Linked DNA regions of Sus scrofa: region 2 is linked to region 1. The links are chromatin contacts, called in public promoter capture Hi-C maps. All regions are on one chromosome and are shown on one strand. Each heading gives the region's core, a stretch centred on a gene start, on an enhancer-like site or on the middle of the called end of the contact. The rest is flanking DNA. Distances are from core to core; before and after follow the strand shown. Region 1 holds the start of TM9SF1 (transmembrane 9 superfamily member 1). Region 2 holds the start of RBM23 (probable RNA-binding protein 23).

Region 1 (3,491 bases), core at 358-2,857:
GGAAATGCCGAGAGGTAGGAGTGGGAAGACATGACTACATAGGAGTGATAGTTGGTACCCTACTACCAACAGAGAAGCTCTGAGTCTGGATCCCTGGGCACCAACATCAGCTCTGCAATTTACTATCCCTGTAGTCCTGAAAAAGTTACTATGTTTCTTTGTTAATCAAATGCAAATATACCATTTCCCCTGCCTGCCACAAGGGGTTGTAGTTATTATCAACTCGGCCCATTTCCACAAAGCTGCTTTGCAAACCGTAAAGGCACGTTATTAGTCCCTGGCAGGGAGGGCTAAGTTCTAGTCAATGTGGAGAGGCTGACCTGCGCGGAATTGAGCTGCATGTGGCATAGAATTCTCTTCTCCACATTCTCCCGAAAGCGGATCTCGTACAAAGACTCAGCCATTCGGTCCCCATCCAGCACTTCACCCAGGCTAAGGCTTTTGTGACGAATCTTCTCAGGACAGCATACTGGAAGCTGATAGTAGTGGTAAGTCTCCTGAGGGTTATGATAAGGTCCCACTTTGTTGACATACAGAATGACGGGGTCGCCGGCCTTGTAGTGTGTCACACCTTCCACCCCTGGCTCACGGCCTGTGCCCAGCAGCAGCAAGAGTGGCAACCACCGGCAGCTCCAACTTCGAAGGTGCCCTAGAACTGTCATCCTTAGGCAGCGGAACCTGTTTGGGGGAATCCTGCAGTTATCGGAACCAGGGTCAAACGACGCCCAATGGCTCCAATTCCTCCCCTTGGCCCTTCCGACCCTCCCTCAGGAGGCCACCTCCCCAACCGCCACACCACACCACGTCTCTAAACCGAACACTGGGCTCTGCCTCTGCTCCCTAGTCTTCTCAACCTGGGGTACCCCCTCTGCTAGCCCTTCTGCTCCGGACCTCCCCGCGCGCCCCAGCCCGTTTCCATGGCAACGCCACGCGGCCTCGCACCTTCCCGCCGCAGCCCCAGGGTGCTCTCCGCGCGGGAAGGGCTGGCCGAGGCGCCGCCAGCGGCCTCTGCCGCCCCGCAGCAGCCCTTGCGCTCTTGCCGGGGTCTCCCCCAGAGCGGCGCGCTAGCGGGGGCCTGGAGAGGACCCGACGACTGACCTCCACGGGGCTGGCCGCTGCAGTGCCTGATCGCAGCGGCTGCGATCACACCGCGAGACACCGCTCCCAGCTCACTTAAGGGTTCTGCAAGGAGCTTTCCACTGCCAGAGGCCGGGCCCGGCTCTGGAGCCCCCGCGAGGCTTGCCTAGCCTGTCGCTTGGCAGGGGGCCCTCCAGGCGATCGGAAGGGCAGCTCAGGACACGTCAGTCTTACCACTTCCGCCTTCACCCGCGGGGACCTCGGCCCCTTCCTGGAGCCAGCAGGGGGCCACGCCCCCCCCGCGGCCGTTGCTGTTCCAATCCTTCCCGCTTTCCCCGGGAGGGGGCTGCGGTTGAGAACTGGCTTTGGGGACACAGACGCCCCTTTTGGATAAGAGTCGCCGCCAAGCGGGCCGCCTGTTCCCGGCAAGGTTTGGGTTGGACGCCTGAGAACAGTTCCCGCAGCGCGCCCAGTGACTACCCAGGACACCGAGCCCGGGCGGCGGCTGCGCCCACACCTGGTGTACGTCCGAAGCATTTGCGGGCTCAACCAATGGGACTCGCCACCCACTGCTGAGGCCAAGCCCCGAGAGGCGGTTCAGGGCCCCCAGCCCGGGCGGGTGTGAGGCTTTGGGCGTCGCTATGCTAGGACAGCGAGGACACAGCCCATGAAAGGATCGCAGAGTCTGGATCTCACCTGACTATTGCTCTACCAACCGTCATGAGTGGCCTCTCGCCCCAAACCAAATATGTGATACATCTTCCGAAGACTGTACTGGAGCCATGATCTTTTAACGACCGTCCTGTGTCCAGCGATAGCTGAGCCTGGGCCAGGTCTGGTGTAGAAGCACGCAAAGAAATAGGATGTTTGCACTTTTACCCCGTGAGTTGGGCACCCTGACACTTAATGTAAATTGCAGGTAAAGAATCTCAACATGCTTTGATTTCTGTGTCTTTATTTTTATTTACCTGTGTGTATGTGTTTGAGCCTCGCTTAATTTTGTTTTTTGGGTTTGTTTGTTTTTGCTTTTTAGGGCCGCACCCGAGGCATATGGAGGTTCCCAGGCTATGGGTCTAATCGGAGCCTACACCACAGCCACAGCAACGCCAGATCCAGCAGTGTCTGCAACCTACACCACAGCTGACAGCAACGCCGGGTCCTTAACCCACTGAGCGAGGCCAGGGATGGAACCCGAAACCTCACACTTCCTAATCAGATTCGTTTCCGTTGCGCCAGGATGGGAACTCTGCCTTTCTTAATTTTGTATCGCAGATTACTCTGGAAAAGTTTACACTCATTTGTCAAGGGATCTGCCATTAGGCAAATTACCCTGGAGATCAAAACCCAGGACTGTGACTTCGTTTGGCCCCCTGGGAGCAACATGTCGGGAAGCTGACTTAGGGGTCCCTCTCCCTGAGTAAAGACAGCTACAAGTCTCGAGTTGCTTATGGCTTGAAAAGTCCTTCATTTACTCACTTCAGCCCTCCTCTCCACAGGAGGAGGTTCAGATCCTGGAAGTAGGAGACTAAGATTTTTGGACAAAGAATTTTGTAATTAGAAAAGTAAGCTAGAGTGGCTTTGGGATAGTCTTGTATATGACAATCATCTGGTCTCTAAACCTGGGCCTCTTTCACAATTAACCACACCGCCCCACCCCCACCCCACCGCTAAAATCAGTGCCACCAAGGTTCCTCTGCTTTTCTCTCAAATATCTTCGAAATTGCTCTCCATGCTGCCTAGGTTCTGGCCCCATGCCCTCACTTAAAATATGACAACCATCTTGCTAGCCTCTTAGTCACCTCTCCCCTTGGATCCATTTTCCACACTGCTGCTGTAAGGATTTTTTTTCTTTTTTAATCTTAAGGATGTCCTATTTCCTGCAGCAGTGATTCTTTTTTTTTTTTTTAATACAAGTTTTAAATGTTACTTTCCATATGCAGTTATTACAAAATATTGGCTATATTTCCCATGTTGTGCAATACATCCTTGAGCCTATCTTACACCCAATAGTTTGTACCTTGCATTCTCCCCCTATATCGCCACCCCCACACACTCACCCCCTCCCCATATCCACTAGCTTATTCTCTTATACCTGTGAGTCTGCTTTTGTGTTATATAAATAGTTTGCAATAGTGGTTTTTAAATCCTGTTGTGCATCATACATATTCAACTAGAAACATTAAAAACAGGTGCTTGGGTTCCACCAAATCAGGATCTTGGGGAAGGAGGGGACTGGGCATCTATTTTTTAACAAGCTATGATTTTGATGCACACCAGAATTTAACTATGAGTAATATAGGAGTCCAGAAAGTTTGGCATATTAGCCCTCCCAGACATGGATCTAAATTACTTCTCTGGATACCTTTCCCTCTGGAACCCCATCCAGTTTTAAATTGAAACCTTTTTTTTTTTTT
Region 2 (3,909 bases), core at 1,304-3,803, 1.0 Mb before region 1:
TGAATCTGATGCATAGATGAAAAAACTAAGGTTTAGAGCTCCCTTTGCAGCTTAAGAGTGTTAAGAACCCAACTAGTATCCACAAGGATGCAGGTTCAATCCATGGCCTCGCTCAGTGGGTTAAGGATCCAGTGTTGCCGCAAGCTGTGGTATCGGTCTCGGATGAGGCGCAGATCTGGTGCTGCTGTGTCTGTGGTGTAGGCCAGCAGCTGCAGCTCTGATTCGACCTCCAGCCTGAGATCTTCCATACGCCACAGGCTTGGCCCTCAAAGGACCAAAAAAACAAGAAACAAACTAAGGTTTTGTGAACTGCCCAGTCATATACCTCAAAAGGAGGAGCTGACCTTGATCAGAAATCTTCTGACTCTTGGAGTTCTTGTCATGGCTCAGTGGTTAACTAATCTGACTAGGAACCATGAGGTTGTGGGTTCGATCCCTGGCCTCACTCAGTGGGTTAAGGATCCGGCGTTGCCATGAGCCCTGGTATAGGTTGCAGACTCGTCTCGGATGCCGCGTTGCTGTGGCTCTGGTGTAGGCCAGTGGCTACAGCTCCCATTCGACCCCTAGCCTGGGAACCTCCACATGCCATGGGAGTGGCCCAAGAAATGGCAAAAAGACAAAAAAATAAATAAAAAGAAATCTTCTGACCCTTAGTCTAGGTTACCTCTCATGTAGTTTATAACTTAACCTCAAAAGAAACTTCAAAAAGAGAAGCACACAGCATACCAAGATATCTACTTTTAAATATATACTTATCTGGAGAATTAATGTTCTGATAGGTTTATCAAATGAATCAGTCCCATTAGTCACACCTTATTGTGTGGCTTACAGATATTCGGTAACAGTATATGCTTCAATATATCCGTAACCAGGCTGATTTTAATATATGCTACCCAGCCTATTGTGGGAAAATAGTTCTAAAAGTAAGTTTTTCATCTACTGACTGTTCCTTTCAGTCCTATTGGTTGGAATACAAATTTTCAAATCGTCGTAATGTTCTTCATTTTTTACAGTCTGCCTTTAACCCTCCAAATAAAATGCTTTCTGATTTCAAGAACTGCTCTTAACTGTTCAGTGGCTAGTAGAGAATAAGAATAACTTACCAAAAAGGAAAACCTTCAGATAAGTCAACAAGTGAACCCCTACCTATGGAATAAAGTTTTCAGACTTCAGAAACGAATGAATCTATTTAATCACACACATATATATAACACCAGCACACTTTGCAACTTGAAATCTCACTGGGTCTAATCTATCTTTCTAAATGTTCTAAAAATATTATGAGTTTTCTGGTTGGAAGTTTTCAAATTAAGTCCTAATTACTGGTCAAAGTCCATTCAATCCCATCCATTAAAACTTTGCTTTCCTCCAACCCTGCTCTGAAAAATTGCATTAGGGTTCCACAACCATGGCGCTGCATGGACCCTGTCATGCCACACAGTCAAGACCCACGTCAGCGCTTGGGTCCCACTGCTGCGGGGGCAAAGGAGAATGAAGAACCGCGGTTGGCCTGGATTGGGCATAATTCACCAAACGCTGAAGTTCCAGGGGTGATGGTAGCGCCATCTCCTGGGTCCGGTCACTGAGCTGGGCACAAGACAGCTTAATTAAGTACAGCAACAATGAAAAAGATAAAAACATTCCCCACGCTGTGTAACAAGCCAAGGCCACATTTCAAAACACGGACCTACAAGTAACCGACGGGCAGCATCTCTGCGAGGGCCGGTATCCTGATGCTGAAACCTCGTTTGTGGCCTCACTATATTCCTCTACCGCCGCCACGGAATGTGTGAGCAGTGACCAAACACGGAACGTGAAACTTCAGACACTGAGGAATAAATCTCAATTCCCTCATCTCTCTGAGTAGTGCCACTAGGGCCTGAAAACCGATCCCAAGTGTCCTCTGAGACTGTCCCTCCACAGTACGTGGGACTCTAAACATCAGCAATGTGGGAACCTGGAAAGGGATCAGTCACGGGGATCCTTGAAACAGTCTTTCATCGGTAGACACAGCCACGAGGCTGCCGATCCCTAATACAGTGCCAGTGGACAACAATTAAGTAGCGAACACTTCCAGATCAAAGAAAGCCAAAAAAAATTTATTTTAAAAGTTTGCCCCATTCTGCTCTTAACGCCATTTTCTGCCTCTGACGTAAGGGGGAGGGGCCGTGCGACAACGTCACGCATAGGTGACGTCGCGACGGGGGGACCGGTTTCGGGGTTTCTTACCAGTTCCGGGTCCCCGCAGGGGGACCCCGGTTCCTTCGGTTCCTCTGGGTGTGTCGGAGGGTGCTAAGTATGTCTCTCTTCCAGACACTCCGCAATAAAAGCACCACAGCAACCGGAGCTGCTCCACTTCCCGCAAAATGGCGGCAGCTCCACAGTCTTCCAGAACCTTCCCCGATCTGCGCAGGCGCGGAAACATTCAGGCGGCAGAACGAACCTCTCCGGTTTAGCGGCAACAGTCCAAAGTACAGATTTTCATTGGCTAAAATCCTAAGCAAGGGTGGAGCCAAGCTCAAAGGTCTCTTAGCAACCATCAAGTTCCCATTGATTGGCTAACCTTTCCAAGACTGGGGAAAAGCAGAAGCTTTAGACATCCGCCCATCGCTCTCATTGGTTAAATGGCTTGCGACAGGGCGGGGAAACCCGGCGCAGACGCGGCAAGGACTCGCCTGCCCAGCTCCCCCGCACTCCTGAAGCTAGGTCAACGCTGTGGGCGGAGCCAACGGGGAGGTACAGTGACGTCCTTGCCGGTCCCTATTCTATTTTGGCAAGACGGGGTCTCATTAAGCTTATCCAGGACGGCTTTATAGAGAGCAACTGCATTTGCTTCACGTGGGGAGGAATGCTGGGCTCCACATCCTCATTCTGTCTACATTCTCTCCTAGCCGCCGCCTTCTGTCCTCAGCGCTTGGACCTGATTAGTCGGTCAGATTAGTCTTCCACATTCTGCCTGGTCCTACAGCTCACATACCTTCAGTTCAAATCAGTGCCCCACACACCTCGAAACCACAAGAAAAGAGTTTCGCAAGTGACTCTTTGGGTGCAACAATACTCATCCCTCTAACCATAAAGAGAAGGAATTGTCCACACTCATGACCCAAGGGCTTCCAGAACCCTAAGACTTCAGCTGCCAGAAACGTAGCTGGTTAAAACATGGAGAGGGCCACGAAGTGAGAGGAATCATGTTGAGTCCTAATTTGGTATATTAACTTTATATCATTGTACCAATTTCAAATCCTTCCTCTGTAAATGTAGAACTGGATTATGTCTGAGGATTTCCAACTTTAACCCTGTGATTTTATTCAAACAAAATATGCGGCTTCTGGCTGCAGGAGTCTGGGTAACTTCCAGTATTTCTCCCAAGAAGTAACAAAGGAGCTGGCAGTGCAGCAGCTCAGGAAGGTGAAAGGGTGGCTGGCTTCACTCACTACCCCATCTTTCTTCATGGCAGCACCCTGCCCTGTCCCCAGACAAGAGCCTTATCACAGGTCCTAATGGATAAGACCGCACTGTAGCTGGACCTGGGAGTCCAAGAGTCACCACTAAGCTTCTTAAATAGGAAATAAAGCAAGGTCCCTTCGTGTCTTGGAAAAGAGCACAGGTCTGAATTTGTGTAAGTAAGGGGTGGAGAAACAGGCAGGGGGCAACAGGGTTGGAGCAGGAAAGGCCATAACTTCACTTTATTTGTATTTCCTCCTTACACAAAACCACCAAAACAGGAACAGAGATGGGCAGGGAAAAAGGCTGAAAATTTGTTCAATCCACATGTTCTCAGGGCTATTCCAGGGAGCACTTGAGGCTGAGTGCCTGTTGGAGCAGCCTCAGATCCAGCACAAACTCCTCATGCCTTAGCCAGAGGTCTTCACAGGTTGGCAGCGCAAGCCCTGCAATTCTCACCCTTTG

The links. Promoter capture Hi-C pulls out the DNA fragments that hold promoters and counts their contacts.
Region 2: a contact with region 1 is called in a promoter capture Hi-C map of liver, with 10 times the contacts expected there. The contact joins the promoter of RBM23 here to the promoter of TM9SF1 in region 1. A contact is called at or near these places in 1 of 5 promoter capture datasets (liver) and 1 of 47 Hi-C or Micro-C datasets (heart right ventricle).

The regions. Positions count from the first base shown.
Region 1 is chr7:75,102,087-75,105,577 of Sscrofa11.1, reverse strand. It overlaps TM9SF1 (transmembrane 9 superfamily member 1), which reads right to left and starts at 1,607. Exons shown (of 6, transcript XM_013978190.2): 1 at 1,312-1,607; 2 at 321-678. The coding sequence starts at 662. It also overlaps a transcript of TSSK4 not described here.
Region 2 is chr7:76,119,369-76,123,277 of Sscrofa11.1, reverse strand. It overlaps RBM23 (probable RNA-binding protein 23), which reads right to left and starts at 2,553. Exons shown (of 14, transcript XM_021099252.1): 1 at 2,230-2,553. The coding sequence starts at 2,425. PRMT5 (protein arginine methyltransferase 5) reads right to left here. Exons shown (of 17, transcript NM_001160093.1): 17 at 3,661-3,909.